Linked DNA regions of Mus musculus: regions 2, 3, 4, 5 and 6 are each linked to region 1. Evidence: chromatin contacts called from public HiChIP or PLAC-seq and promoter capture Hi-C data. All regions are on one chromosome and are shown on one strand. Each heading gives the region's core, a stretch centred on a gene start, on an enhancer-like site or on the middle of the called end of the contact. The rest is flanking DNA. Distances are from core to core; before and after follow the strand shown.

Region 1 (4,930 bases), core at 1,487-3,986:
CTTCGCTAAGCTCTGATTTCTCCCCAGCATGGGCAGAGCCTGCTGGCTGCCTGCCTTCAGGGGTCACCCTGGCTGGGGCACCTTTCCATCTGTGCCCTCTGACCCCTGACTTAGGTGCCCCTCCTGGTTGTACTCTAGGCTGGCTTCAGTGTGGATGGGGGTGTGAGATAATTACATGGCAGGGGTGGGGGTGGCAGAGGTTGACGAGTGCGGAGGGGACCAAGGTCTAAGGTGCACGTTGATTCCCCTCCATCTCCTTAGCCTGTTCCCTGGAGCTGTTTGGTCTTTTCTCTTTTGGTGGACACTTTGCCTGTCTGTTACTGATTGGGCTGGGGTGTAACTTGGTGCAGTATCTGCCTTGCAGTGTGAGAGCCCTACATAGAATCCCCTGAAGCCAGAGCTTTTGTAGTGCAGTTCCTGTGACTGAATAGAGTGCATAGTCCAACTGTGTGTTCCCGACAGCTGTACTTCCTTAGCACTTGGGAAACTGAGACAGGAGCATTCTGAGTTTAAGAACTCAGACCCTGTCTCACCCCTGAGTGATACCCCTCCTCCCAAAAAAGTACACAACCTAGTGGATTTCATCACCTTTTGGAATGCAGGCCCCCACCTCTGTGACTGGCACCTTTGTCTTACCCACAAAGAGCATGTGTCTTTCAGCATTCCCCCCTCCTCTTCGTCCCCCCCCCCCCCCGCCCCAGGTTACCAGCCGGGTTCTGTCTATCCTGGTCTGGTCCTGGGCCTGAAAGTCTGGTTTCTTTCATCTCGCCAACCTTCTTGCTACACTTAACATACCTTTTATCTTGGTTTTGAAATAAATCTAGAGGCTCAGAGAGTTGCAAGAACGGCCCCTGGCCCACTGGGCCTTCCTAGACCTATGCCTGGGGGGATGGCGGCTGTGTGGAGTTTGGGCTTGTGCAGGCCGTGGGAGGCCCCCTGACTCACCTCTGCTGCAGGCAGTCCCTCAGCTTGTGGCTTGGGATTGCTCTTCACCGTGGCCCCTCTCCACGCGCTCTCCTGCTGCCCACCAGTTGGTGCACCACGGCTCCTGGCCTGGCTGCAGTGCCCCAGCTGGGGGAGAGGCTAGGATTTCAGCCCTCCCCGGCAGCTGGCCCAGTAGGGAGAGGGGCTGGTTGTATTTTAAGCTGTTGAGTGGTTCAGCAGGAACTCCATGGCCTTCCCTCCCAGTGCACACTGTGCCGCCCTCCTGTGATTCACATGGACTCTAGGGGCTCAGCAACTATTAATATAGCCCCAGCCCAGAGCCCTGCCACCTCGCCCCTTCTAGCACATTCCTCATGTGCTCCTCCCCTCTCGGTCCTCTTTAGAGGGGTCCCAGCGTATGACAGCTCAGTCTGGCACTGATTGTCCTTGTGTGGATTCAGCCATCTGCCCCAGAGTATGCTGTGTCCATGATGTAGGCTCTGGCACATATGGGCAAGCAGGCCTGGGTACCACTGCCTGGCATAGGAACCTTGCTCTGAACTCAAGCCCAGGCCCTACAGGGCAGCATCACTGTGTAGGGTTACCTCCGTGGGGGCTTCCCGACCTGTACATGCACACATACACACATGCATACACTTTCTGTGTGCCAGCACCATGTCGGCCCACCCATGCCTTCTCAAGGACCCCTAGCAGATCTGGGATCGTGCCATGGCCTCTGTTGTTGGGAGCATGTAGGTGGCAACAGTTGGCTTCTCTGGCCTGTGATGCCCCCTTCTTCTGGAAAAAAGTGGCAGATCTCCGCATAGCCCTTGGGTCTCCCCCAGCCAGCATGGGCAGTGTTGAGCATCTTCTCTGACCTGCTGGGTCCGATGGGTCAGATCCCCTGGGGCTCCTGCCTCCTTACCCTGCCCCTATGCATATTTTCTGGCCTCAGCCTGCAGGTTTCTCCTTTGGGGACTGTGGACCCCAGGGGTGCAGGCAGGGTATGTGTTGGGAGGGTATGTGTTGGGCTTTGGTAGGCTCGTCCATGGGTGAGCACATTGTGTTGGCCTGATGTGGTAGGAGCTGTGAGGAGTGAGGCGGTGGAGAGGGAGGTGGAGGGACTTGGGAACTCTGCACCAGTACCTCTGGAATTTGTCACCTCCCTGGGAACACAAATGCACAAGGGAAATAATCCAGTGTCCCTTACAGCTTAGAAGTGGAAATGGATGATCTGTCTCGGAGATTCTCCAGATAGCTGGCATTTCCCCAGGCTGGGTAACCTGTTGGCCAGGGCTGCACACCGGGGCTGGGCTTGCGGCGCCTGCCATGGCTGTGGGCCTTTTCCTTCTTCATGCCCCTGGCACTTCTGAGGGCCTGTGCCCACCCAATTAACTGCCTGTATGAGGGTAGCCCTCAGGGGAGGACTGTGGCTCCTTTGGTGGGGACTCGGGCTGAGATGGTTTTATATTTAGCCAGGCCAGGCCCTGGTGCCACTCGGGTTACATCTGGCGTTGGCGCTGGCTGAGCCTGGTCAGACACAGGCTCCCTTCCAGCACCGAGGCAGAATTTGATCATGCTGCCCGGCCCAGCTCACAGCAGCTTTGTGAGGAGAGGTCGGAGGTGGGGGCTGGCGACTGGCAGTGGGCACCACAGACTGGAAGGCAGAGCAGGAGGGCCAGCGGCTGTGGCATGGATATCAGCTTGAGCATGGCAGCCAAAGAGGCCCACCAAGGCCTCGATGGTCTTCCCATGCCCATGCCCCACAAAGCAGCCAAGAAGCATAAAAAGGCTGTCCTCTTCTTTGAGGTGGAGATTCGGGATGCAAAGACGAGGGAGAAGCTGTGCTTCCTGGACAAGGTAGGACTGCACCCCTGGGGGTGAAGTGCCAGGAGGGCTGGGTCCCTGTTCCTTACAGCTCCTGTAGGGCTATGCAGGCATCGGTGGCCCTCCCTGTCCTTCAGAAGGCATGTAAAGGGTATTGTCTTCATCTAGAGCAGCGGTTCTCAACCTGTGGGCTGAGACCCCATTGGGGTTGCCTATCAGATATCCTGCATAGCAGATATTTATATTACAATTCATATCAGCAGAATTACAGGTATGAAGTAGCAATGAAATAATGTTCTGGTTGGGGTCAGCACACCATGAGGAACTGTACTAAGGGTGGCAGCTTTAGGAAGGTTGAGAACCACTGCGCTAGAGTGAGCAGCTGGGGCCCCTCTGTGGGGCTGGAAGCTGACAGCCTGGTGTGGGAAGGGACAAGGCAGCCTTGGGAGGGCTCTGTGTCCGTAAAGGAGGTGGAGGACGGATGTACCCCGTGAAGTCAGCTAGCTTGTTCCTGACCTGCCTGTACCTGGACCCCCTCCCCCATCCTAGGCCTGGCTCCCTCCGGACTTACACCTTGTTTTCCTTTAGGTAGAGCCTCAGGCCACCATTTCTGAAATCAAGACCCTTTTCACCAAGACACGTGAGTCTCCCGACACACCTATTCCTGCTCCTGACATACGTGTCCCCCCGCTCCCGACACATCTACCCCCCACTCCTGCCTCCCCTCTGGATGTGACCTGGGCCCGCATGCCTCCGCATGCCTTTCCCTCATCGGCTTGTTGCCTCTCAGCACACTGGAACAGTGAGTGAGGCCCGGCTGACTGGGCAGGCTGCCCCTGTGTGGTCACCAGCAGGAATGCTCTTGTGCTATCTATCCAAAGGGGTAAAAAATAAAATCTGTCGCTGCCTATCCTGTGTGCCCTTGCACAGGTGGGAGGAGCTGGGGGGGGGGGGTCCTAGAGTTCTGGAAGCCTTTAGAGGCAGGCCAAGTTGGGGCGTGGGTAGGCTGAGCCTTGCCAGATTAGGTGATGCAACCCCTGACCTTCTCCTGGCAGACCCGCAGTGGTATCCTGCCCGCCAGTCCCTCCGCCTGGACCCCAGTGAGTACAGCTGTCCATCAGCCTATCCCTTGGGCTCTTGGGGTCAGGAAACCAGGGCAGTAACCAAATACTGACTTCTCTCTGTAGAGGGGAAGTCCCTGAAAGATGAAGATGTCTTACAGAAGCTTCCTGTGGGCACCACAGCCACACTCTACTTCCGGGACCTCGGGGCCCAGATCAGCTGGGTGACGGTGAGCTCTGACTCCTTCCCTGGTCTCTGCCTTCAGCTACCCTGGGGCGACTCACCTTGTCTCTGGGTACTCCCAGGTCTTCCTGACGGAGTATGCCGGGCCCCTTTTCATCTACCTGCTCTTCTACTTCCGGGTACCCTTCATTTATGGCCGCAAATACGACTTTACGTCCAGTCGGCATACGGTGGTGCAGTGAGTGGGCCCGGAGGAAGGTGGGGGTGGGAGGGAGGGTGGAGGCTGGATTGGCCCTGGCTGAGTCTGCTACCCCACTAGCCTCGCCTGCATGTGCCACTCGTTCCACTACATCAAGCGCCTGCTGGAGACTCTCTTCGTGCACCGATTCTCTCACGGAACCATGCCTTTGCGAAACATCTTCAAAGTGAGCACCCCCATTCTTCTTGTCTTGCCTGCCCCCCAGCAGCAGTGCCTGCCCCCTCCCCACCTGCTAACTCATTTGCTCTTCCAGAACTGCACCTACTATTGGGGCTTTGCTGCATGGATGGCTTATTACATCAACCACCCTCTCTACACACCCCCTAGTAAGTGGGTCCAGACAGTGCCCTTACCCTGTGTGACCCCACCACGAGGCTTCCTCTTACAGGGCTCTCCTTCCTGCTTTTTCTACAGCCTATGGAGTTCAGCAGGTTAAGCTGGCACTGGCCGTTTTTGTGGTAAAGAGGCTGGGGCAGCAACCAAGTGTGGTGAGGTGTGGCAGCTGGGTGGGGTGAGGGCTGGCTGTGGACTGACCCCTTTCTCCTTCATAGATCTGCCAGCTTGGGAACTTCTCCATCCACATGGCTCTTCGGGACCTTCGGCCTGCTGGTGAGTGGCTTGCTGGGGCTGGGGCTGGGTGAGCAGGGTGAGGAGGGGGTCTGACCTACTCTTATC
Region 2 (4,930 bases), core at 1,376-3,875, 1.5 Mb before region 1:
CAGAGGTCAGGCCTTGACCTCGGCGGGCTTTCCTCCCCCTCCTCCCCGGGCCTTAGCACCTCACCTTCAACAATGTCCAGGACCAAGCCTGGGTTTTTATAGGAATGGAAGAAGATCATGTCACCCAGTGAGCCATCTGTGAGTGCTGGACTCAGCACAGGGATGTGGTTCTGGTGGAGACAAGACCAGTCAGCAGCTACAGCTCACACCCCAGGAAAACCCTGACCCCCAACCCAGTGGCGTCCCTCCCAACCTGTGTAGGCCACTCAATTTCTCTGCTGGACATGACCCCTCTGTTCTACATGTGGAGGCAGAGTGAGGAAAACCACACATGGCTTGAAGGTGCTGGCACACTGAGCACTGGCTTGTCACTTCCAGACTCTTGTGCTGCACTGTCCCTGGGTGCACAGTACCCTGGGTCAGGCCCCACTGACTTCTAGGGTACTACACTAAATCCCGGGAGTGTAGGGGCATAACTAGGAGAACCTTGCCATCAAGTGATACACCTCGTCTAATTTGGGGAGACCAAGAATAATTATAGAGACGCTCAGGTAGCTACAAAGACAAAGTCAGTACAAGCCAAAGCCTGGGAATACCGTCCCCACCCAACCCACCTTATGGGCCCAATAATACACAGAGTCTGGGTTGTTGATCTCCTTCCCAAGCCGGGAGATCATCTTGGAAGGTGTCCACTTCACACCCTATCATGGGAGAGAATATCGTATTAGCTCATATGTCTTCTGACTCTTACTATGCAGGTCCCCGAGCCCTTCCAGCCCCACCTCTGTGTTCTGCTCCAGCACCATCTGGTCCAGAATGGGCATGAGCCAGTCCTCAAACTTGCAGTAATTGTCATTCGGCACCAGCAGGTTTCCAATCCTGGAAATGGGAGCCATGCGGGCATGGGTCACGGGGATCCTCTGCCCAGCTTCCCCGCCCCGACCACTACTCAAAGCCTCCCTCACCTGTTGATCCCACTCTCCCGGAGCTCCTTCCCCCTGAGGCTGAACTCGCCAAGGTATGTGGGCGCCAGGCATTTGATGAGATCTTCTTCCACACCTCCAGCAGTGGTCACCAATACATCCACCTGTGGTCGGTCGCAGGCAACACTGACCCCCCCTTCTAAGCAGCAACCTAACCTGGGTGAGCTCATCCAGACCTAAGCATGAGCGCTACAACAAAACCAACTCCAGGCCAGGCCTCCCTCTGCCTGAAGCAGACCCACAGCCAGAAAAAGTGGCACGGTCTTGCGATCCCAGCACTCGGAAAGGAGGCTGAGGCATGAGGACTGCCGGGATGTCAAAGAACAATACTCCATCTCCTCACACCCTTTTTTTTTTTTAATCTATTTTGGGCGGTGGTGGTGCATGCCTTTAATCCCAGCACTTGGGAGGTAGAGGCAGGCAGAATTTCTGAGTTCAAGGCCAGCCTGGTCTACAGAGTGAGTTCCAGGATGGACAGCCAGGGCTATACAGAGAAACCCTGTCTCAAACAAAACAAAAACAAAAAAGACTAAAAGATGTATTTAATATATGTGAATACACTGTCCCTCTCTTCAGACACACCAGATCTGTAATGGCATCAAAAGATCCCATTACAGACGGTTCTGAGTCACCATGTGGTTGTTAAAAAGCAAACCCAAATCTTTCACAGGACCGCAAATAATCTCTGAGCCTCTTCATTTCTCTTAACTGAAAAATAACCCTTTTTTTTTTTTTCCTACTGGCCCAAGGAGGCTGGGGTTCCAGAGCTAACGTGGACCCACCATGTTGTGCTGCACGAGGTATCGAATGGTCTCCCGGATGCCTGAACTGATGAGGTTGGAAGTATAGCCCAAGAAAATGGTGCAGCCTGTAAGTGGGCGGCGGCTCTGAGTCAGGTCTGCGTGATGATCTTCATCTACAGCCAGTGGCTCCAGTTTTTTCTCAATCTGGTCATAAGGGCACAGGAAAGTTGCACTAAGACTCCAAACCTCAGTTGAGGTACCCTACCTGGCCTGGATTCCAGAGGTTGATTGCACTCAGGGAGACTACTACAAAACCAAAGCACAACCCCTGGGCAGACCCTAACCCTCCCATTCCAGGTCCAGGTCTGTCACTTGATGGTTTGAGAACCACCCAGTATCTTCAAGTCTCCTTCCACCGGGAAAATCGAACCCCGGGCTCCCCTAGCGTTAAGCTCCTCCTACAAAGCCCTTTTGGATTTTTAACTCCAAGCTCCACCCATCGCAGAACTCTAGTTTACCCGGACTCCGCCCTCTCCCGGACGCTCACGCGGAAATCCGCGCGCAGCGGCCCGGCATCCCGCCCGGGTGGCCCCGCGCCTCACCATGGCGTTGACTTGCTGCACCGCGCGCCCGAAGTTGGTAGCCTGGAAGCCGGTGGTGCGGTAGGCGTCCAGAAGCGCATGGTAATCTACGCCGCGGTTGAAGTCGTAGCCTTGGACCTGGGCGCTCTCGGGCGGCAACGCTGAGCTGTGCTTGAGCACGGCGGCCAGCGCCGAGGAGGGCGCCGCCCCTGGCGGGGTCCCTTCCATGTGCTCGCGGCCGCTCTCAGGTCTCAGCAGCCTCGGCGCCCTGAGACCCGCAAAATCCCTCAGCGAGGTCGGCCGGAGCCCAGGAAGTGCGACTCGAGAGCCTTGGGGGCGTGGGGCGACGAAACCGGAAGTCACTTGGTCTCGTGACCTTGGGCAGCGCCCGCCGTCCTGGTAGCCGCCATTTTATCCCTGTGTTCCGTACATGTGGTCCAGGAGCTGTTACTGAGCTTCAAGCATAGGGAAGTGCCTAGTTTGCAAGCTGTCTCTCTGTCCAAATATTCTTGTCCCCCATGAGCGAAGTGATTGTTTCTTGGACGGTGTCCTTGAACACGACTTAGGGCATCAGGCAAAAAAAAAAAAAAAAAAGAGTTGCAGCCTTTTGTCAAATGGAATAGTGTTTTCTTTTGATGCTTCTTCCAGTCTCCACAAACTTTGTTGCCTCCTCTTTTCCCCCTCCAGCCATAGCTCAATTTTAACTGGATCATGGGCCTCTGGGGAGGCAGGGATGACTGCCATCTATTTACCACGAGAAGCTTGCTGAGAATCTATCATGCATCCTCTTAATGATACACTGAGCCTAGGACAGGGGCACCCCTTCTTCTGGTTTGTGTAGTCTAGACTAGAAATAGTGCTCTCTGCTGGAAGCTGAGATTTAGCAATGGACAAGACCTCTGACCTCCCGGTGACCATAGTATGATGAAACAGAAAATGGTTTAGTGATTAAACCAGGCTTGGGACACACTGCAATCCAGAGGTCGAGGCAGAAGAATCTCGAGTTCCAGGCCAGGCTGAACGATAGAGAGCAGGACCCTGTCTTAACAAAAGGGACCTGTGTGGCTAGGGAAATAGATGTTAGTATGGTCCTTGCTTTTTGAAAAAGCAAGAGTGTGGATTGTATATGTGCGTTCAATTACCAGAACTCAAGGGGCTTGGGGGTTGACAATACCAGTAATTCCAGCTCTGGGGAAGCAGAGACAGGCAGATCCTTGGGATGGGGCCTGCAGAATGACTCAGTAGCCAAAGGCTTACGATAGAAGAAGAGTCTGGATTCCCATACATTCTCTTCTGACCGCCACAGCAGGCCATGCATGCACAAGGTCATAACACAGGCTTGAGGACCAGGTGAATGTCTTCTGAGAGTGACATATGAGGTTGTCCTCTGGCCTACAATCAATCAATCAATCTCTCTCTCTCTCTCTCTGAAGAGGAGGAGGAGGAGTTGGTAACCTGAGCTGAAGGAAAAGGTGATTGGTGAAAACTGCCAAGACCAGAAGACCCAGAAAATTCCTATTACATAAAGACTTCAGAGACACTATTTTTCCAACGATCCCCTTCATTTAACCAATATCTGCCATCAGTGCCCAGTACCACTACCTGGAGGGAGGTCTGCATACATCCGGGAGGGCAAAGTGACTTGAATCCATGATACTTATCACCTCCTCCTCCTCCTCTAGGGAAAAAGTTGAATGAAGGTAGCTATGGCTACTCTGACTAAGATAGTGATGGCGGGGGGGCTAGAGAGATGGCTCAGCTGTTAAGAGCACTGACTATTCTTTTTTTGGTTTTTTGAGACAGGATTTCTCTGTATAGCCCTGGCTGTCCTGGAACTCACTCTGTAGACCAGGCTGGCCTCGAGCTCAGAGATCCGCCTGCCTCTGCCTCCCAAGTGCTGGGATTAAAGGTGTGCACCACCACGCCCGGCACAGCACTGAATATTCTTAGGAAGGTCCTGAGTTCAAATCCCAGCAACCACATGGTAGCTTACAACCATCTGTAATGACATCTGACGCCCTCTACTGCTGTATCTGAAGACAGCTACAGTGTACTCATATAAATAATAAATCTTTTTTTAAAATACATATACATATAGTAATGGCTGTTATGCTCAGAGTCACCATGATCAGCAAGCAGAGGGAAGAGCAGGTAGGGACATAGCAAGAACTTGGTCTCTAGGCTGGTAAGACATGACTTATTGGGTAAAGCCTTTTGTCAGGAGGCCTGGATACCTGAGTTCAATCCCAAGGCCACCGTGGTAGAACAGGTTCTCAGAATGTTAGCCTCTGACCGGTTTCACATGCAACTACCTTACCCTCAACGCACACAATAATTTTTTTTTTTTTGAGACAGTCTCACCATGGAACTGACTGGCCTGGAATTTATTATGTAGACCTGGCAGCCTCAACTCACAGAGATCAACCTGCCTCTACCTCCTGAGGGCTGAGATAATGAATGCAATTTTAAAATAAAAAATTATGCGTTTGTTTGTTTTGGGTTTTTTTGTTTTTTTGTTTTTTTTTTTTTTTTTTTGGTTTTGGTTTTTCAAGACTGGGTTTCTCTGTGTAGCCCTGGCTGTCCTGGAACTCACTCTGTAGACCAGGCTGGCCTCGAACTCAGA
Region 3 (4,930 bases), core at 1,011-3,510, 1.5 Mb before region 1:
TAGGAACTCCAGGAATATAACTGAAGAAGAAACCTCTGCATAAAGCTGCTTACTGGTTCCTTCCCCGACTCACATCCACCAACCTTTCTTATACAGACCAGCATCAATTATTATCAAGAAAATTTCCCACAGCCATGCCCACAGGCCAATCTGATTGAGATAATTTTTCAACTGAAGGCCCCTCTTCATAGGTGTATCAAATTAATAACAAAACTAATCTATATCTATCTACATATATATGTATATGATATAAAGAGCTCTTAGGAAAAAAGTTTTCAACTTCAAAAACACTCATGTTGCAACTCCAACGTCCCTACCTATCTACCCTCATTCTGACAAGGCATACCACTAAAATCTGCGATGGCTGGACTTCTTAACCCTGGGTCCTTGCTGAGGCATTTTCCCTGTTTAAGCCTCCAGGTTCCCGTCTGTTAAAGGAAAGTTACCAACACTCAACAGTTACAGGATTAAGTACTCAGTGAACATCAGACATGCCCATCATTTTCTCCACTCCAGAAATGGAACCAAAGACCTAAACCTTTAATTCATGTTCTCTCTCAGCAGAAAAAGTCTGGGAATCAAGAAGTAGTCCCTCCCTCTCTGGCCTTCACGAGGTGCAGACATCGGCACTGTTCCGTGAGCCCCGGAAGGAAAGAAGGATACATCCTGCACAATGCGCTGAGTAGCTGTGTTGGGCGACTGCGAGTCTTTGAGAAGCTGCAAGACCTGCTGCAGGCCCTGCTCGTCTGGCTGCCAGTCCATGGCGCAAGGCGAACTGCAGGGGTAGGAGCCTGGATCAGCGCTGGGTCGCTGGAGTTCTGTGTGAGACCCAAGTTGAGTCCCCGAGGCAGAGGCGGCTGCATGCAGACGCAAGCGCTCTCCGCCGAGAAGCGGAGGCCTCCAATCCGCGCCTGTCCAAGTGCGGGGTCCCCGCCAGCTAAGCCATCCTCGGCCACGCAGTCGCGGGCTCGGGAGTGCGAGTGGGGGGAATATAAAAGCGGGCCATCAGGACCAGCGGCGGGGGCGCGACGGATCCACATCGAGCCTAACGAGGAACCCTCTTTCCAAAGCGATCCACGCCACCGCCGCCCCCGGTTACGGGCCTCACGGCTTCCGCCTCCCTCCAGGGCGAGGGGCCCCGCCCCAGCGGTCTTTCAGGTGAAGGCTCAGTCCACGAGGATTCCCTTCCCCAAAATCCAGCCTTCCAGCTCCACTAGATGCCAGCCGCCTCCTAGATTTCTGAGCTCCTCTAGGTCCCTAAGCGCCCAGATCTTGCTCATCCCTGCTCCCTCTTCTAAACCGGCTCTACAAGCTCAGTAGACGCCACATGGCCCCCTTTCTGACCTAGACGCGGCCCTGTGACCCTCCTTAACCAGAATACAAGCAATACCCGATAGGTTTCCAATGTCTCTTTGAATGAGAGCCAGTCAGAATCACCCAACCCACGACCAAAGCCCCCAATGCCCGCTGCCTGCCCCCAATCAGATCTGGCCAAGCTTCTCTAGCTCTTACCCTCCGCCCCAGTCAGCAGGAATTAATGCTGACGGACCTCTGGCAGCTCCCCCAATCAAATTCCCCTAAGCCCCCTCCCACCCCCTCACCCCCGATCACTTCACGTCGGAGACCCCATCCGTCCAATCCCTGCAGCTTCCCTTACAGAGTCCCGCACAAACACCCGCCCGGTGCGCTACCCTCAACGGATCCCACCACCGCCTCGCAGCCAGACTCAGCAAAGCCCTCTGGTCTCAAGTCTGACGCCCCTCCCTATTAGGACTAAACAACCTTCCCCTCTCAACTTTCAAGGCTGTCTCCCCCGAATCAGACCCAACCAAGCCCCGCCGAAACAGATCCCCACACACACCCGATCCACGCGACGTCCCCCGACGATTCCCCCAATCAGCGCCCCTCCAGCCCGACCCCAGCCGCCCCACTGGCCCGCATCTCGTGGCACCCGAACCTGCCCGGGCGCCGAGGCCCCACCCCTTGAGATCAGATCAGCTCCCCCTCCCCCGCCCGGCCCGTTCTGCCGGCCTCGAGAGCTGGCCCAACCCGGTACCCCGCCTCTCAGCCGGGCGCGACCCCGACGCCTGGGCGGCGCGCGGCGCAGGCCCAGAACCCAGGGAGGTTCGAGGCGAGCTGAAGCCAAGGGGCCCCGGCCGAGCGAGGCCCACCTACCAGGCCCCGGGAGGCAGCGGCGGCGCCTAAGTGCTGCAGCTTCTCCAGAGGCTCGCGCGGAAGGAGGGAGCCAGAGGCAGGGAATTAAAAAAAAAAAAAAAAAAAAAAAATTAAACGCGGCCGAAATGAACAATTTCGGCTTCCGTACGCCGTTCAAACTGGCCTACCAAAGCCAATCGGAGAGCGAAGCACTCACACGTGATCTGGCACAGAGTGGCCCTGGCCAAGTTGAGTCACGTGAGAGAATAAGTACCGCCTCTAGGCCTCTCTTGCCATTAGGTCCTCCCAGCGTCTCGTTTCCTTTTCCTTACTGCAGCTTTCTTCTTTCTTCTTTAACGTATATTGGTATTTTTGTCTGAACCATGTGCGCGCAGTGCCGTGGGGATCAGAAGATTGCATTGGATGCCTGTGAAGCTGGTGGTGGTGAGCCATGTGGATGCTGAAATCAAACCTGGGTCCTCTACGAGAGCCCACAGTACTCTTAACTGGCCCCAGCCCCACTGAGTTGCAGATTTTGCTGGAGCTAGAAATTTAGTAGTGCATGGGTGTTTTCGGTGTGTAATGGACCTAGGAATCCTTCAACTACAGCTAACCGTGTCCTTACTACAACTCCCTAAAATTTAAACTGTTCCGCAGTCCGGCGTGCCTCAGAACTGGATTGGGAGGGAGGGAGGGCAGGGATAGGGAATAAGGCAACAGTAGACCCCTCTGGTGCCAGGAAAGCTACATCACAAAACCCTTTGATCAAAAATAAGTTAAAATGAAGCCGGGCAGTGGCGGCGCACCCCTTTAACCCCAGCACTCCCTGATCTATGGAACTGGTTCCAGGACAGCCAAGGCTACACAGAGAAACTGGGGGAGGGGGTTAAAATGTAACTTTCTCTTTCGCTCCCCTAAACAGCACTACACCGACGTAAAGAGCAGGGCAGGCAGCTGGCGGTGCTGGATTTTACTAGAGCAACTGTCCTGTTATTGTTCAATGCTGTTTAAACACTTTTTACATGGGACTGAAAAATAACACGTGGCCATTTTTTGTTCTGTTTTTCGTGACAGGGTTTCTCTGTGTAGCTCTGGCTGTCCTGGAACTCAATCTGTAGTCCAGGCTGTCCTCGAACTGAGAATCCGCCAGCCTCTGCCTCCCAAGTGCTGGGATTCAAGGCATGCGCCACCGGATTTATGTTTGTTTTGCCTGCATTTATGTCTGCATCACGTTTCTGACGAGACAGTCAGGTGTTGAATCTCCTGGAACTAGAGCTACAAGACAGTTGTGAGCTGCCATATACGATTGCTGGCACTCAAAACCAGGGTCCTGTAGCAAAGCAACAAGTGCACTTAATCGCTGAGTCATCTTATTCAGCCCCTGGCAATAACTTCTAAAATAAAACAAGGCAGCTAAATTCGATCAGAAGACCTAATCCCTTAACCTACCTTAAAAGTGAGATGAGGATTGCCCAGAGCAATTTAGGCAAGAGCCAGGTCATGAATGCTTCTGCCGTTTGAATTCAGTAGTTTTTCCTTTTCAGCCGTACACCATTATAGAATTGGAGACCCTGGTGCTTTCTTCTACCCCCTTCCCGTCTCCATCCCCTCCTAGTCCTACCGCCGATAAGGGATTCACTCTTCAGCCGCACCTCTATCTCAGTGGATATAGCATAATTTGCTCCGTTAGAGATGATCCATCCAAATTATGCTTACCTGACCTTAAGCTTATTGAGCAATAATGATTCAAATCATAAATTATTTGAAAATGTAGCTCTAAGCACAGCTCCCCAGTTGACTGCAGGTTCGTTTTCTTCTCGCCCTGCTTAAACCAATATTTACTAAAGTAACCATGATTCGAATCCCAAAGTACTACCGAGGCCTTTGATAGGTTTTGCTGTGGTTTCTTTGTTTTGACCTTCAGGTGAGGGACAGGTCTATGGGAATGCCTCAACTTGAAAACAACTTAGCCCACTCCCCATTGGCACGATCAGTCCCAGCAACCTTCAGTCATGAAAAAGCAAGAATTGAAATATTGCAAGCCTCTGTTGAGAAAATCAAGGGAAACTTCCGCAACGGACTAGCGACTCAATATAAACAGAAACCCTTTAACGACACGTGTGGATAGCCACCCTACGCATGCGCAGAGCTTTCTCACACTACTTCTCACGCTCCGGTGAGGCTTGAAACTACAAATCCCAAGATGCCCTGTATCTAAATCTCAATTTGGGGCGGGGGGGGGGGGGGGTTCGAGACAGGGTTTCTCTGTGTAGCCCTGGCTGTCCTGGAACTCACTTTGTAGACCAGGCTGGCCTCGAACTCAGAAATCCGCCTGCCTCTGCCTCCCGAGTGCTGGGATTAAAGGCGTGCGCCACTACGCCCAGCTAAAACTCAAGTTTTTATTCGTGAAGATGGGCTGGTCCGGGTTCTTGCAAGTTGGCTGTTAAACTGGAGATTGGAGAGTCGGAAGGTTCACAGTAGTTTCTGTTTGGCTTTTTTCTTGGGGGGGGGCGTGGTTTATTGTTTTTTAATCAAGGGAGGGCTTTGACTCCAGGTAGAGGCTATGTAAGTTATGAAATGCAGACAATAATTTTTTTAAAAAGGTGTTTGAATTCAAATGCTTTGAGTGGCAACTTGCAGAGCTGATTCTCGCTATGTGGGCCTTAGGTGATGTGTTTGTAAAAAGATAAAGAGTAAGGAGATATGTTCTATGGAGGGGTAGTGAGGTATGGGAGAAGGGGATGTCTCAGTGGGCCCATGCTGAGGCATCCATTCC
Region 4 (4,930 bases), core at 1,006-3,505, 1.4 Mb before region 1:
CATGTGAACCAGGCAACCTGCCCTCCAGCCCAGCTGGGCATCAAGAACTGTGTGAGGATGTGTGTGTGTGTGTGTGTGTGTGTGTGTGTGTGTGTGTGTGTGTGTGTGTGTGTGTGTGTGTGTGCTGGGGGAGAAGGGATGAGCTGCGGGGAGCTCAAGGACACATACTAAGGAGTCAGGATAGTTAAGAACAGCCTGTCCAGTGCCCAGGTCCTACAGCTGGCAGTGTCACCCCAGCCAGCAACCTTTGTTGCTGAAGTTTATAGGCTGCTGGGCAGCTGGACAGCGGAGATATGGGTCCAAGAGTGGCCAGCCCAAGCTGGTTCCTAATTTACCCGGGTGGGGCAGACTTCTGCCAGTCTGGGAACACTGAGTCCTAGCCAGATGGGCCTCCAGGGGTGGTGCTGCACTGGGCCATTCCCACGTCTGTTGCTCAGCAGGTAGATAGCAAGAAATGCATGGGGACTCAAGAGTATCTCTACCAGATCTACTCTCTGAGCCTCTGCCCCTCTCATACCTGTGTATCTGTAGACATCCTTGAAGTTGGAGGTAGCAGTGGGAGTGCTCTTTGGGCCAGGCTATGAGTAGCCCTCCTGTTGGTGTGTCTCTGAAGAGAAAACCTCTGCCTCAAATCAGTGTCAAATGTAGGGACAAGGATTTGTGTCCCTGGTGGTGTGTTTAGGGCATTGTTGAGTATGAGACCTAAGTATATGTCTGGGTGTTTCTGCATACAGAACATAACAGTACATAACAGAGAAAGCACTGAGAAAATGTCTCTCTATTTTAAATTTTAGACAGGGCCTAACTATGTAGCTTAGGATGTCTTTGCATACATAGCCTCCCAAATGCTTGAATTATGGGCATATGCCACCATGCCTGCCTCCATATATTAATGTACAAATGGGTGGGTGTCACTGGGGTTTTAGTTGATGAAACTGTAGTAAGGATCCCTGTTGATGCTAGGGATGTTGTCTAGGGCTTTACAAATGCTTGACAAGTCTTTTGCTGTTAAGCTACACCTATAGTCCTTGCAAATATGCCTTCACTACGTTAGCAAATGTCAGGAACCCCCAAGTTCCTCCTCTGACCCTAGGACTATCCCACTATTTTGAGAGAGGTGCTCCCACATTTATTTCTCGTGTGAGTTTGGAGGTGTCTTTGACTTCTTTTCTCTATTGGGTTTTTTAAAAAATATTTATTTCAAGCTGGGTGGTGTTGATGCACTTGAGAGGCAAAGACAGGTAGATCTCTGAGTTCATGACCAGCCTGGTCTACAGAGTGAGTTCCTGGATAGCCAGGACTACTACACAGAGAAACCCTGTCTCAAAAAAAAAAAAAAAAAAAAGTCTAGAACTGGGGTTTTAGACACTTGTAAGCAACAGTAGGGGTATAGGTACCAAATTCTGAAAGTACAGGCAGTTTGAGTTCTTAGTCACCACATGTACTTTTTCATTTCTGTCTATATGTGTCTCTGCCTGGGTTGGGATATGTGCACTTGGGTACAGGTGCCCTTGGGTCCCCTGCAGCTGGAGGTAAAGGTGGTTGTGAGCTACCAGACTGGGTGTGGGGGACAAATTCTACAGAAGCAATATACACTCAACCACTGAGCCACCTCTCCATCTGTTGGGTTTGTGGGACTCCGTCTCATTCTGTAACCCAGGGTAGCATGGAACTCATGACAGTCCTCCTGCCTTTAGCTGCCAGCATTCCTGGCTGACCTTGAAAGTCTCTGTGACAGTGTAGATTGCCACTGTGGTAAGGGAAGCAAAATGTGTGTCTGGGTCTACAATGTGATGTGCATCTTTGTGACAGCTTGAGACCACAGGAAACTGAAGGGTGACCCAGTCTTGCTGGGCTGTGGATGTGGGGTGTGTGTGTGTGTGTGTGTGTGTGAGAGAGAGAGAGAGACCTTCTCCTTCCCGCTTTTTCAGCTCTAGGTTCCAGATACCTTGGACCTTCTCCCTAGGAGGGAGGGATACAAAGAGGAGCAAAAAAGTACAAGGCAGACCACACACACACACACACACACACACACACACACACACACACACACACACACACTACCACTACCCCACCCAACCCCACCCCCCTGCCCAGGAGACAAACTGGCAGACCTTCTCCAAACAAAGTTCTGAGGCTGTAACTCAACTAAAGGGGATGGACTTGGGAGGGGCTGCCCACGCCCACTCCCCAGCTCCTTCCCAAACAGTCTGGCTTCAGCCCCACCCAATACTGAAGACACCCTCCCTTTTAGTCTCTGTCCCTTGTGTCCCTGTACGGCCACAGGTGAGAAGGGCCAGGTCTGGGAGAATAAATGGCCCTGGACTGGCAGGCTTTGGGCAGGACTCCTGGAGAGAGAGGGGCAGAGTGGAAGGCTAGGAGGGGCAGCACAAAAGGAAGAAAGGTAAAGGAGAATCTGAAGAAGGCCTGGAGGTGTCGGAGCTGGGGGATTAAATGGGCATTGGGGTAAGCTGGTTCCTTGTCAGAGGAAGGGAGGCTGCTGGACAGACTGGGGAGCCGGAGCTTTAGAGACGCCATTCAGAGCAGTTCTGAATATGAGGGGGATAGTAGTTCTGCCGGGGCAGACTGTAGTCTCAAGAGAGGACAGAGAGAAAGCCAAACTTGGGAGAGTGGGCAACAAGAGGGGGGATATTGAACCCTGAGGATTAGAAACTGAAGACTCAGGAAGTCAAAAAGATTGAGTGTTGTACAGGTGAAAGGGATAGGAGGGTGTGTGGGAGGAAGGTCAAAAAGTGACTAGATTCATCCAAAGGTTTAGGAGTGAGGGACCTAAGATAAAGTCCAAGGGGCTTGGACCATCAGTCTAGAGAAGGAAGGCAGAGCAAGACTGGGAGATGGGAACTCGAGAAAGGGCCAGGACCCGGGAAAAGGGGGGGGGCGTTTGGGGGTTGGGGTAGGGTGGTACCAGGACGGGAGTGAGGACCGCCCTAGGGCAACGAGGTGCTAGGGTGCTGAGACATTGGATATCATCACCTGCTGCGCTGTCGCCCGCACCTCCACCTTCAACTGAAAGCCCCAGGATCAGCCCCTCCCAGCATCTTCCCTTGGCTCACAGGCCCGGACCCAGGCTAAAACCTTCTCCATTGGCCACACTGGCCAGGCGCAGCGATGACCGTCACCTACACAGCCAGAGTGGCGAATGCCCGCTTCGGTGGCTTCTCGCAGCTGCTGCTGCTGTGGCGCGGAAGCATCTACAAGCTCCTGTGGCGAGAGCTGTTATGTTTCCTGGGACTCTACATGGCACTAAGCGCCGCCTATCGGTGAGAAGACCTGGAGTTGGGGCTGGGGATCTGAGCCCTGCGGAAGGGACTGGGAGTGGAGGGGAGACCTGTAGCTACTGCATTCCCTACCCCACAGCTTCTTACTGGCAGAAGAGCAGAAGCGCTACTTCGAGAAGCTTGTCATATACTGCGACCAGTACGCCAGCCTCATCCCCGTCTCTTTCGTACTTGGTGAGGTTGGGCCCCCTGAGAATCTTATTCCTACGTAAGGGAGAAATCTGTTTTCCATCCATGCTTCTTGGAGACCCCCATTCCTACCCCTCTAAGACTCAAATCTAACCTCCAAAGCTGGGTGTGGTGGCGCACGCCTTTAATCCCAGCACTTGGGAGGCAGAGGCAGGAGGATTTCTGAGTTCGAGGCCAGCCTGGTCTACAGAGTGAGTTCCAGGACAGCCAGGGTTACACAGAGAAACCCTGTCTCGTGGTGGGGGGTGGGGAATCTAACCTCCAGAGCTTCCCACTTCCAAATCCACACCTGAAAGATGACCATATGACCCTACATCCTGAGACATTTTTTATGATGTCCTCTAAGGTGCCCCTTGGGAGCATCACCTCACCCACAGACATCACAAGTTGTATCTGCGTCAGGTTACTATCCTCCACACACACACCCATTCTGAGCACCCTCCCCCCAGGAAATAGATATTATTCCATTCAAATCCAGCCTGGCCCCTAGCCCTACAGAAAGCTCACATCCCTTGCATCACGTGGATGGGATGAACTGCCTGCCCAGCTTCCCCTTCCCCGCTCACACAGGCCCACACTCTTTCTATGTGTGGGGTTTGGTGGTGGTGGTGGTGGTGGTGGTGGTGGTGGTGGTGGTGGTGGTGGTTTTGTTTCTTTGTTTGTCTGTTTGTTTGGGACAAGGTCTCTTACTATGTAGTCTCGGCTGGCCTGAAATTCCCTCAGTAAAACAGGCTGAGGACTAAACTCTCTCTCTCTCTCTCTCTGTGTCTCTCTGTGTCTCTCTCTGACTCTCTCTGTCTCTCTCTCTCTCTCTGTTTCTCTTTTTGTTTCTCTCTGTCTCTCTGTGTGTGTCTCTCTCTGTGTGTCTCTCTCTGTGTGTCTCTCTGTGTGTCTCTCTCTCTGTCTCTCTCTGTCTCTCTCTGTGTCTCTGTCTCTGTCTCTGTCTCTGTCTCTGTCTCTGTCTCTGTCTCTCTCTCTCTCTCTCTCTCTCTCTCTCTCTCTCTCTCTCTCTCTCTCTGTCAAGGTTTCTCTGTGTAGCCCTGGCTGTCCTGAAACTCACTCTGTAGACCAAGTTGGCCTCAAACTCAGAGATCCACCTGCCTCTGCCTCCCAAGTGCTGGGATTGTGCCACCACAGCCAGGCTTCCAGGCTTAAACTCTTTTATAAATTCCTGGTTTGGGGACTACATGTGGCTGCTGTGGTAAATCTATCTAGATGTCCTCGGTGTACATTCCACCTTCACACACCAGTGTCCTCACCTTGTTTCCAGTCCAGATAACCCAAGCAAGCCCAGTGGTTCCCTGGGGTCAGAGGAATGTACCTTCTGGATCCTAGGATCTCCACTTCCATATTAGGACCACAACTCCCCATCTCAGGGTACCTCAACCTGCTCCAGTCTCTTTGGCTTCAGGGCTAAATCCCCACGTTCTCAGACCAGATGG
Region 5 (4,930 bases), core at 1,684-4,183, 1.3 Mb before region 1:
TGCTTCCCCATCCCTGAAGCATCCCCAAGGACAACCCTCCTTCCTCCACCATGATGAGGGGAAGCTGGAGCCCTAAGCTTTGATCCTCTATTGGAGTGGCCCAGATCTTTCCATCTGGAGTAAGTCTATGTTAGAAGCCAAAGGCCTTCTCCCCAGTCTGGCCTTGGCCTCCAGCCTGGAAAAGGGGTTATCATCAGTTCTGAAGGCCAAGGCCACCCCTTCCCCAGGACAGAACCACATCTCTGATAAAGGTTTTGACGTGAATAAAGTTTTAAAAATGAGCCCTAATAATGGTTCATGCCTACTGGAGCTTCTCACAGCTGTTTGTGAGTCTGAGCTAGCCGGGGGCACAGGTGAAGTGGGCATGCTGAGAAACGGGGAGGAGCCTAGGAGCCTTACAGACGGGCCCCAGCATCTCCTCCCTCTGGAAACTTGGGCCCCTGCCTCAGCTCAACCCTAGAAGGACTGCTGCTCCTTCTATCATGCAGTCTGTTTGGCTGTACTCCCCCTGGTAATTGGCTAATTACTGGAGATTAATGTTGGTAAACAGAAGCCTCCTCCTCTCCTGCCATCTGCTCCTTCATTATTTGCCCATCCATTCCCCTTTCTCTCTCCCCAAAGCCCCAGTTCATGGCATGGCCTAGTGTCCAGGTGTGAACACAGCCAGGTGGAGGGATTCTCCCGCCCAGGTGTTGGGGAATGAGCCGGGCGACCCAGGAAGTCACAACTTGAGGGAGAATGTGTAGAATATGGGTTGTCAGCAGCTGGCTTTATTGGGAAGGGAGCTTTCAGGAGCTGGGTTCACCAGACACTGCTGAGTCCTGGGCTTCAGCAGAGGCCATAGCAGCAATTCGTGCCTCCTTCTTCTGTCGTTGTCTTTCTTCCTTTAGGCGCTTTCGTTGCTGCTTGTCTAGGTCCTGTAATAGTTCCTGGAAGCGAGCACTCCTTGGGTCCACGTGGTAGCCCAGGCGTTCCTGGGCCTCAGCCTGTAACCGGGCCCTCCGCTCCTTGTCAGCCTGAATTTTCTCCCAGCGTTCTCGCTTCTGCTTTCGCCAGTTTTCAATCATTTGTGGCATCTTGGCCATGCACTCTGCGATACGCTGCTCCCTGTATAGGAAAGCAGACAGTGAGGGCAGACCAAGGCAAATCTGAATTTCACCCAGCTGTTTAGTAAAACCACTCTCATGCCCTTGTCATGGATGTCCTCAGTGATTCCACATGCTTGTACGCCAGGTCCAAATTCAGGGACAGGGACAACTTTTTTTCCAGTCCTGTGAATCTGTAGGTACACTGATAAGATTAGGATAGTAAAACTGAAAGAACAAGTTTTATCAGCTAGGGTGGGACAGAAAGGGGGACCAGCTCCATCCTTCAATGCCAGCATGACTCTAGATATCTGACTTGACTTCTTCAGGCCTCAGTTTCATCTGTAAAAAGGGTCATCTTGTCCTTTTAACATTGTGAGGATAAGGTTAAATACCAGCAACACATTTCACCAGCCCTGAACCCTGCACCAGAAGGGGCGATCCAAATGTCTGGTTTGCCTCCATTTTCTCCTCAAATCTGATCACATGTGCCTTCTTTTCTGACTTCTACCCCAGACTTCAGAGTCCATCACTGCTCTCAGGTCCCACTACCTAGCTACGGTGGCCACACAAGACAGGGTCTCACTACATAGACTAGGCTGGCTGGCCTCAAAACTCGGTGATCTAACCTGCCTGTCTCCAGAAGGCTGGGATTAAAGGTGTGCTCCACCAAGACCAGATTATTTGTGATAAAAGGTTTCACCTGGGCTGTTCTCTAATTGAGAATCATCATTCCCACTTCTCAACCTCAGGGCCTTTGCAACAGTTGCTCCCTCTACTGGGAACTCATGCCTTGAGATTTTTCCAGTAACAGTATCTGGTTATATGGGGATTTGCTTAAACATCACAAGAGCTAGCATGCACTTTTAACTGTGTTTGTCTTCCTTGGGGGGGGGGGGTTCCTCAGTCATCATCCGAATCCTCTGTCTGCTTTGTTCCCTGGTGTGTGGGTCCTTATATCCTTGCAGAGTAACTAGGGAAGTATATAGAGTTGAGGCTGGGACTGGTACAGGCCTGTAATAGCAGATATTCAGAAGGTAAAGACAGATGGATCCTAGATTCGAGGCCAGCCTGGGCAATAAAATGAGTTCTGGTTAATTGAGTCCTTGCTATTTAGAATAAAAGGGCAGGCTACTGATAAAGGAAGAGGACAAGTAAAAACAAACATTAAAACTGCAGTTGAGGCCGGGGGTGGTGGTGCACGCCTTTAATCCCAGCACTTGGGAGGCAGAGGCAGGCGGATTTCTGAGTTCGAGACCAGAGTGAGTTCCAGGATAGCCAGGGCTACACAGAAGAACCCTGTCTCGAAAAACCAAAAGAAAAAAAAAAAAACAAAAAACCAAAAACTGCAGTTGAATGACTACAAGGATGTCTGCTTTGCAGCAAAGTTAACATGTAATGTTTAAGCCCACGCCACAAGGGATCCGCGTGCCTACTACGGATGATTCCTGGTTTCGGGGCCCTGGGGTACGTGCCCCATCACACCCACCTGGCTTGGCGCCTTGCCTCCAAGGCCTGCTGCTGCAAGCGCAGCGACTCTTGCATGGTCGCTAAGCTCGGGTACCATTCTTGCTCCTCGGCCTCCAACTCGCGCAGCTGCTCTGGGGTGGGCCACAGGGAGGCCGGGGGCACCCCGGAGATGGCGCCATGTCGTCCGAACTGCTTGGCCACATAGCGGGGCGTTAGCTGCCATCGCGGGGTCAGCAGGTTCTCCGGGTCTGGCGAGTGGGGCCCGGGACGGCGGCGCGGGGGCGGGGGCGCACGGTAGCTGCGGGACCTGGGACCCAGAGCCACAGAGAGCCGCAGGAGATAGCCACTCCGCATTGCGAGCGCCGCCATCTTGGCTGTGGGTCCTCGCGGCAGCGGGGCTGGCTACGGCGCTGCCTGCGCGGCGGAAACACCGGGGGCCTCCGGCCGGGGAGCGGAGGAGCGCCGCGCTGCTTTAGTCCGTACGGCGCAGGTGAACGTTTAATGCGGGTGGGGCGGGGGGAGCAATTGTTTGTTAAGAGAATATTGTATGGCTGGTGGCTTACCTCTTTAATTCCAGCAATCAGGAGGCAGAGGCAGGAGGATCTCTATGAGTTCCAGGGCTGCCAAGACTACGTGTATCAAAAAAGAAAAAAAGAAAGGATTTCTGCAGTTTATTTATTGGGGGACGAAAGTGTTGAAGTGTTGGTGATTAAGTGGAGGTCAGAGGACAGCTTGGGGAAGTCGGTTTTCTCCTTCCACCAAGCAAGAGTTGTGGGAATAGAACTAAAATCATCTTGCCTGGTGGCAAATGCCTTTACCCTCCGAGCCTTCTTCCCGGCCATCATTTGGGATTTTGAAATAGGATATCATCCTGTAGCCAGGTCATCTTGGAACTTCTTGGCATAATTCAGGATGGCATCGATTTCTAAATCAGTCTCGCCTGTGCTAGGATGACCGGTAATGAGCCTGTTTAAAATAAGACTTAAAAGTGGCGTGCGTTGGCCGGGCGGTAGGGGCGCATGCCTTTAATTTCATAACTTGGAGGTAGAGACAGGCGGATCTTTGTGAGTTCAAGGTCAGCCTGGTGTACAGAGTGACTTCCAGAACAGCCAGGGCTGTTAAACAGAGAAACAACAACAACAAAAAGAAGAAAAGAAAAAAACTGGTGTGCCAGTATTATTTAAATTACTGTATTTGACATTTTGATTTTTAATTTTGAAATATTAATGCTTTAAATATGTCTGCTTTATTGTATATTTTATTTCCCTTCACATCTGTGCTTTTAAATTTCTCTAATATATTAAATATTTCTACTTTAATATTTAGGCTTATGTTACCTTTTAAATCTTTAAAAAGATTTAGTGTGTGTGTGTGTGCGCCTCATGTGTGGGTGCCAGTGGAAGCCAATGGAACCCTCTCAGACTGGCCTTACAAGCAATTGTCAAGGGACTTGAATACAAGAAACCAAATTCTTCAAGTCTTCTGGAAGACAGGAAATATTTTAAACTTTTCAGCCATTTCTCCAGCTCCATGGATTCTAACTTGTTTGGTCGTGTGTGTTTGTGTGTGTGTGTTGGTGTTGTTTGGTTTTTTTGAGTCTTGTTATGTAGTGCCAGCTGGCTGGCCTGGAATTCACTGTGGAACTTACAGGGTTCTGCCTCTGCCTTCCCAGTGCTGAAATTAAAGATCTGAGACCATCATGTGCAGTTTACCTTTTTTTTTTTTTTTTTTTTTTTTTTTTTTTTTGGTTTTTCGAGACAGTGTTTTTCTGTGTAGCCCTGGCTGTCTTGGAACTCACTTTGTAGACCAGGCTGGCCTCGAACTCAGAAATCTGTCTGCCTCTGCCTCCCAAGTGCTGGGATTAAAGGCGTGCGCCACCACTGCCTTCCCTTTTATCTTAAGCATTTATGATCCACTTTATGGCATTTGGTTATGTGACTCAGTTGATGGTATGCTTGCCTAGTAGGCATAGAGCCCTGAGTTTCATCTCCTGCATGGCATAAACTAAACATGGTAGTGCATATCTATAATCCTGACACTGGAGAGATGGAGGCAAGAGGATCAGAATTTCATGGTGGCACCTTTAATCCCAGGACTCAGGAGGTGGAGGTAGAGGATCTCTATAAATTGGAAGCTAATCTAGTCTACAGAGCTAGTTCTAGGACAGTCAGTGTGATACAAAGAAATCCTGTCTCAACCAAAATAAAATGGAGAGAGAGAGACAGAGAGAGCCCGTGCGAGAGAACTCAGGGTAGGGGCTGCATAGCTCTGTACTTCTCATCTTTCCCTTCCATTTTGCTGAGATGGTCTATGTATCCAGCCTAGGTGTGAGCTCCCGTTCCTATCTCTGTCTCTGAGTTGCTACCATTACAGGC
Region 6 (4,930 bases), core at 1,730-4,229, 1.1 Mb before region 1:
CTGTGAAACATCAGGTCCCCAATAGGGGGCTTGAATTTGCCTGGATTGCCTTCCACTATGCCATGTGCTGAGTCAAGAATCAAGGCCAGAGACGTACAAACTTCCCCCAGCGTGCACATTCCTCCAGACTTCAACACTTCTAAGTTGAACAGCTTCTTTAAAGGGCTGGCTCCCACAACCCCTTACCGTGGCCACAGGCTCTGCCTTGCCACCTCTCTAAAGCTCCAGGATATAGTCGTTTCTTCCAAGTCGCAGAGGTCCCAATGATGCTACTCAGGCTATTCCGCAGCTCAGTCGAGCTCTTTCCGACCACTACAGAGTCTCCCTGCAGGGGCTCGCACCAGCGCTGGCGCAGCCCACAGACCATATTCACAGCTTTCTGCACTTCACTGCTGGAGCACGACTCCAGGCAGAGGTCCCAAACCAACCGAGATCCAGACATCCCAACAAATACCCTTTCACTCCATTACAGGGAGACCCACGCACTGGGTGGCCTACACCTTGGCACTGACTAGCTACGAGACGGCTCCCTTCCACCCCTTCCCCGACACCGTCACTCACCCTCGGACTACAAAGGATCCTAGAGAGACACATCATCATCCCCTCCTCCCCGCAGCTCGAACCCCCAACCAGCAGGAGCAGACTAACTTGTTCCCTAGCAGAAAGCGATACATGGTGCCACCTTCGCGCCAGGGATGCCACCATCGAGAGCCCGACCGCCAAAAAAGAAAGAGCGGCGCTAGAGGGCCAAAGCGTGTGGACTTCCGCCTGCACCTCGGCCATCTTGGTTGTGGGCATACACATACTGGCAGCCTACTACAAAACTGGGTCGGACCTCAACTGTGGAACCTCAGTTTCCTTTTTAGCCAATGTCAATAATCTTGCTTTTGTGTAACTCTTATGGGATGACAGCGGGATACGGAATACATTAATTAGCTAGCTCAGCGGTTGTAGCTGAGCACGGTGGCTCACGCTTTTAATCCTAGCACTAGGGAGGCAGAGGCCAGCCTTGTCTACAAAATGAGTCCTAGGACAGCTAGAGCTACATAGTGAGACCCTGTCTCAAAACAAACAAAATATGATTGCTGTTCTCAGAGAACACAGGTTCGATTCCCAGCGCCCACATAACTGACCCAATGTCCGGAGATCCGATGCCCTCCTCTGGCACAGGCATGCAAGCAGGTAAAATACAAAAAGAAAAAAAGGAGAAAAGAAGGAGAAAGAAAGAAAAAACACTCAGAAGCAGTGCAGGACAGCTGAAACTATAAAGGTGATATCTTGTTTCAAAAAAAAAAAATTAATAAAAGGCCAGCAAGGTGGCTCAGCAGGTAAAGGGACGTGCCGCCAACACTGAGTACACGGGTAGTTTCCCCAGGAAGACGGGAAGAAAGAACAGCCCAAGAACTGAGTACTTTGTCCTCTACATATGTGAGTGCAGGAGGGTTTCGAAGATGTTTTTCCGTAACTCCACAGGGTGCGAATCTCACTCCACCCGGACTCATCCCGCATGACGGTGCCGCAGCGTGTGAGAGCATGAGAGAAGGAAACATCGAGTTCTCTCCGGGACGCCGTGCAGACTGTCCAAAGAACTGTAGCACCAAACAGACTCGAACGACCCGAGACAACACTTAGTTAGGCTCCTGAGGGCTGGATTGGAGGGGCGTGCTCGCCGATGGAAGGGGCCCCGCCCCGGAAGCCCTCTCCTCGGGCTAAGACCGGCTGCCCTTGTTCTTATATGGGCATCCGGAAGTGGTTCGCGGCGCCAACCTACGTCATTACATCCAAATTTAGCCAGGGAAGTCGGCCGGCTGCAGTGGCGGGAAGTCTGCCCGCTGGCAGGGGGTGTTTCTTAAAGGGCCTGCACAGCAAATGAAAGGGGTTATTTGAATTTTTCTCCCTTCTGCAACTAGAAGCAAGTTTTTCTTGGGAAGTGATGCAAAGTGGAACCGACTTCTTTTTTTCTTTTCTTTGTTACTGTGTGTGTGTGTGTGTGTGTGTGTGTGTGTGTGTGTGTGTGTGTGTGTGTGTGTGTGTGTGTGTGTGAGACATCGTATAGAAGTCTGTTCTCTTGTACGGCGTGGGACCGGTGGGACCGGGAATCGAACTGAGTTCGTTAGGCTTGGCAACAAGTGGCTCCACCCACTGTGCCATCTCGACCCAGATATCTGTCTTTCTTGGAGTAATTCCGTTCACGAGGGCATGAAGGCAGAAAACTGCTCTATTGACAAGGGAAGATCGCAGGCCCTATGGACATTGGGACTTCCATGCCACTGGGTTGCGGAAAACTGGGAGATCTTTAACGCTGAAAGTAAAGAGCAGTCGTGAGGTGGTGGATATCTGTGGTTACGGGGTACAGTGTCCGTGCCCACTTTCCACCCATGTCCAGAAAGGTGGAGATAGAAGGGCTGCAGGCTTTAGTTGATCCTTTCGCCATAGTATAATCATATAATCATTCGTTTAGTAAATATTGGTCAGGTGGCTGCCTATTTCTCACCTGGAAAACTGTATCTTCTATGGAGTGGAGGTGAGAGATCAGAGACATTGAATAAAAAGAGAAAGTTCAACACTGTAGTAACTGGCGTGTAGTAACTGCTTAATAAGTAGCAGCGTTTTTACTGTTCAAAAAATATTAATTAGCAGGCTGGTAGGCAAGATGAACGGTGCCCTCGGGGAATGTACCCCGGTCCCGGGTTTTCCCCACTGCAGTCAGATTACCGCCCACTATCCGTCTCGTTGGTGGGCCTCATCCTCTGGCCCGTTGGTGACTCTGAGAACCCAGAACCTAGTGTCTTAAGGTGCAGTGGGGAAGTTCTTCCTTGCAGTAGTTAAGTCCTTTTTCCTTCGAGGCGTAAATTTATCCCTATTGCTTTAAGGACTCGCTAGCCACTGTGGAAAGCCCGGATGAGGCCCTCTGGTTGGGCGTGGTGTTGCAGTGACGTCACTCTCAGTATATTAAAAGGCTCCGGCTTGCTGCCCTCGCCCGAACGTCTAGCAGAGTACCTGCTGCTGTAAGCTTGTCGTCTGGGCTGCACCGCCCGTCTTAACCCATTCTCGACTTAACTACTCTCGTCGAACAAGCATGGAAGTACAGAAAGAAGCGCAGCGCATCATGACTCTGTCGGTATGGAAGATGTACCACTCTCGCATGCAGCGAGGTGGCTTGCGACTCCACCGGAGTCTGCAGCTGTCCCTCGTTATGCGCAGCGCTCGAGAGGTCTACCTCTCAGCCAAGGTAGAAGCCCACCAGCCCGAGTTCCCGCCATCCCGCAGGGCTCTTGACCCTCGCCTGCACCCGCCGCGGGAAGCCGAAGTTGCAGTGGAAGTAGCGTCCCCCGAAGCCGTGCAGCCTCCGGAGCCCATGGATACGCAAGAGGAAGTGCTGCGAGTCCAGGAGACCCCTGCGCTCTGTGACCCGCCCCCCGCTAGAGTCAGCCGCAAGCGCCGGAGCAGCAGCGATTTGAGCGACGGTAGTGATGCCGGACTGGTACCAAGCAAGAAGGCCCGTCTAGAAGAGGTGGAGGGGGAGGCGACGTCGGAGGTTCCCGATCGCCTGCAGCTTCCTCCGGCACAAAGCGAAGGTGCCTTCCCTAACCTCGCCCGCGTCCTCCAAAGGCGCTTCTCCAGTCTCCTGAACTGTGGACCCGCCGTGCCCCCGCCGACGCCCCCCACGTGCGAGGCCAAGCCAGCCTGCCGCCCGGCCGACAATATGCTCAACGTGCTGGTGCGAGCTGTGGTGGCCTTCTGAGAGCTCTGGTGGCTTCTTTCGAGCGGCGCCACCGGAGCGGAGAACGCACACCCGAGGCGAAGGCCGGCGGGGGCCGTGAAGAAGAGCCGCGGCCCGAGCTGCCGAGAGGCCAGGGGAAGGACTGAGGAGCGAGGGGCGCGGGCGCCTTCTCCCAGACGTGCGTCCATAGGTGCTATTAAAGGACTGTCCCTTCCTTGGCTTGGAGAAGGGACACCTAGATCTTGAATCTCAGGGTCGAACTCTCTAGGGGCCAGGCTGCCCTTTCAAGGCCGTTTCACTACCATTCGCGTTTCGGCCCCTACAAGTGGGCACGCTTGTGCAAGCGGTCAGAGTTGCGTCATGGGACAGACGCGGGTGCTTCCTGTTGCCTTGCGTGGGTGTGGGGCCTGGGAGGAGGCCAGGGTGTGGACCCGCCCTAGGGACTGGGAAGTGACTTGAGTCACCTCGCCCCCACAGGCTGCTGTGGGTGAGCCTGAACTGAACCAATCAAATCTGCGATCAGAGTTGAAGTGGCTGGAGACCCCGGGACTGGTCAACCTAGATGATCGCCTGGCGTGGACCACCGCGGGACGGGTGGGCCGCTGGTCGTAGTTGCTGCCGTAGACACAGCTTCTTCGGGCAGGAAAGAAAATTTTTTTTTTACCAGCGTGTTTAAGAAAGTCTGTTTACTTTTCCCACGGTGGGTTGTTTAATTAGCAACTACCTGGAGTTTTACAATGTCAGCTAGGAAAATAAAGACCATCGGTGTAAAACGCGCGGCTTGTCTGGCTTGCTTCCCTGGTGGGGGAGGGGTGGGGTTAAGGGGTCAGCCGCTCCCTAAGCCTCCGGAACTGGTTTGACTGGGTGCGGAGCCAGAGGGAGGCCGGGCCCCATTTCTTTGCCACAAGTTTACCTGCTTAAGCTAGCCCTGTAATTTGGGAGTGCCTTAGAAATTAACAAACTCTGGGGGAATAGTGTGTGGAAAGCTTAGTTTACAATTGGGGAGGGGGGTATTGGGTGCAGTGTTTCAAGAAGAGCTGAGGAATTTTAAATGATGGCGTTTCTCCCCCTCGACCGGAATTGCGTAGGGCCCCCACGGGTAGAGTGGCGGTGACTGAACTTTGAACCTGCGTTCAGCCCCTTACACGATTTCTTTAGTGTGGCTCAGGCAGATAATTGAGTGCTAACTTAAGTTACCTGTCTATG

Evidence for each region. Promoter capture Hi-C pulls out the DNA fragments that hold promoters and counts their contacts. HiChIP or PLAC-seq counts read pairs in DNA pulled down with a chosen protein or histone mark. Capture Hi-C pulls out chosen DNA fragments and counts their contacts.
Region 2: a contact with region 1 is called in a promoter capture Hi-C map of pre-B cells, with 5 times the contacts expected there. The contact joins the promoter of Dhps here to the promoter of D830024N08Rik in region 1. A contact is called at or near these places in 2 of 39 promoter capture datasets (hippocampal neurons and pre-B cells), 1 of 115 datasets of contacts at active chromatin or transcription factors (microglia) and 2 of 9 other capture datasets (adipose tissue and liver).
Region 3: a contact with region 1 is called in a promoter capture Hi-C map of pre-B cells, with 5 times the contacts expected there. The contact joins the promoter of Tnpo2 here to the promoter of D830024N08Rik in region 1. A contact is called at or near these places in 3 of 39 promoter capture datasets (hippocampal neurons, liver and pre-B cells), 1 of 484 Hi-C or Micro-C datasets (B cells) and 1 of 9 other capture datasets (liver).
Region 4: a promoter capture Hi-C map of hippocampal neurons shows a contact between it and region 1, with 4 times the contacts expected there. The contact joins the promoter of Best2 here to the promoter of D830024N08Rik in region 1. A contact is called at or near these places in 3 of 39 promoter capture datasets (hippocampal neurons, liver and pre-B cells) and 1 of 484 Hi-C or Micro-C datasets (B cells).
Region 5: a contact with region 1 is called in a promoter capture Hi-C map of liver. The contact joins the promoter of Gadd45gip1 here to the promoter of D830024N08Rik in region 1. A contact is called at or near these places in 1 of 39 promoter capture datasets (pre-B cells) and 2 of 9 other capture datasets (adipose tissue and liver).
Region 6: a contact with region 1 is called in an H3K27ac HiChIP or PLAC-seq map of double positive thymocytes, with 5 times the contacts expected there. The contact joins the promoter of Ier2 here to the promoter of D830024N08Rik in region 1. A contact is called at or near these places in 1 of 39 promoter capture datasets (pre-B cells), 1 of 484 Hi-C or Micro-C datasets (B cells) and 1 of 115 datasets of contacts at active chromatin or transcription factors (double positive thymocytes).

Annotation. Positions count from the first base shown.
Region 1 is chr8:83,572,332-83,577,261 of GRCm38.p6, reverse strand. D830024N08Rik (a long non-coding RNA gene) reads right to left here and starts at 2,736. Exons shown (of 3, transcript XR_003947410.1): 1 at 946-2,736. It overlaps Tecr (trans-2,3-enoyl-CoA reductase), which reads left to right. Exons shown (of 13, transcript NM_134118.5): 2 at 2,734-2,784; 3 at 3,340-3,391; 4 at 3,807-3,851; 5 at 3,939-4,042; 6 at 4,119-4,234; 7 at 4,316-4,421; 8 at 4,509-4,581; 9 at 4,670-4,713; 10 at 4,807-4,864.
Region 2 is chr8:85,069,452-85,074,381 of GRCm38.p6, reverse strand. It overlaps Dhps (deoxyhypusine synthase), which reads right to left and starts at 2,625. Exons shown (of 9, transcript NM_001039514.1): 1 at 2,329-2,625; 2 at 1,766-1,930; 3 at 966-1,087; 4 at 783-879; 5 at 615-701; 6 at 65-170. The coding sequence starts at 2,535.
Region 3 is chr8:85,034,223-85,039,152 of GRCm38.p6, reverse strand. Tnpo2 (transportin 2 (importin 3, karyopherin beta 2b)) reads right to left here and starts at 2,260. Exons shown (of 25, transcript NM_001364032.1): 1 at 2,176-2,260; 2 at 664-818. The coding sequence starts at 762.
Region 4 is chr8:85,011,733-85,016,662 of GRCm38.p6, reverse strand. It overlaps Best2 (bestrophin 2), which reads left to right and starts at 2,255. Exons shown (of 10, transcript NM_001130194.1): 1 at 2,255-2,286; 2 at 3,077-3,281; 3 at 3,379-3,473. The coding sequence starts at 3,130.
Region 5 is chr8:84,830,285-84,835,214 of GRCm38.p6, reverse strand. Gadd45gip1 (growth arrest and DNA-damage-inducible, gamma interacting protein 1) reads right to left here and starts at 2,933. Exons shown (of 2, transcript NM_183358.4): 1 at 2,575-2,933; 2 at 1-1,107. The coding sequence starts at 2,924. The coding sequence ends at 789. It overlaps Rad23a (RAD23 homolog A, nucleotide excision repair protein), which reads left to right. Exons shown (of 9, transcript NM_001297606.2): 9 at 1-288. It also overlaps a transcript of Dand5 not described here.
Region 6 is chr8:84,660,901-84,665,830 of GRCm38.p6, reverse strand. Ier2 (immediate early response 2) reads left to right here and starts at 2,979. Exons shown (of 1, transcript NM_010499.4): 1 at 2,979-4,500. The coding sequence starts at 3,080. The coding sequence ends at 3,745.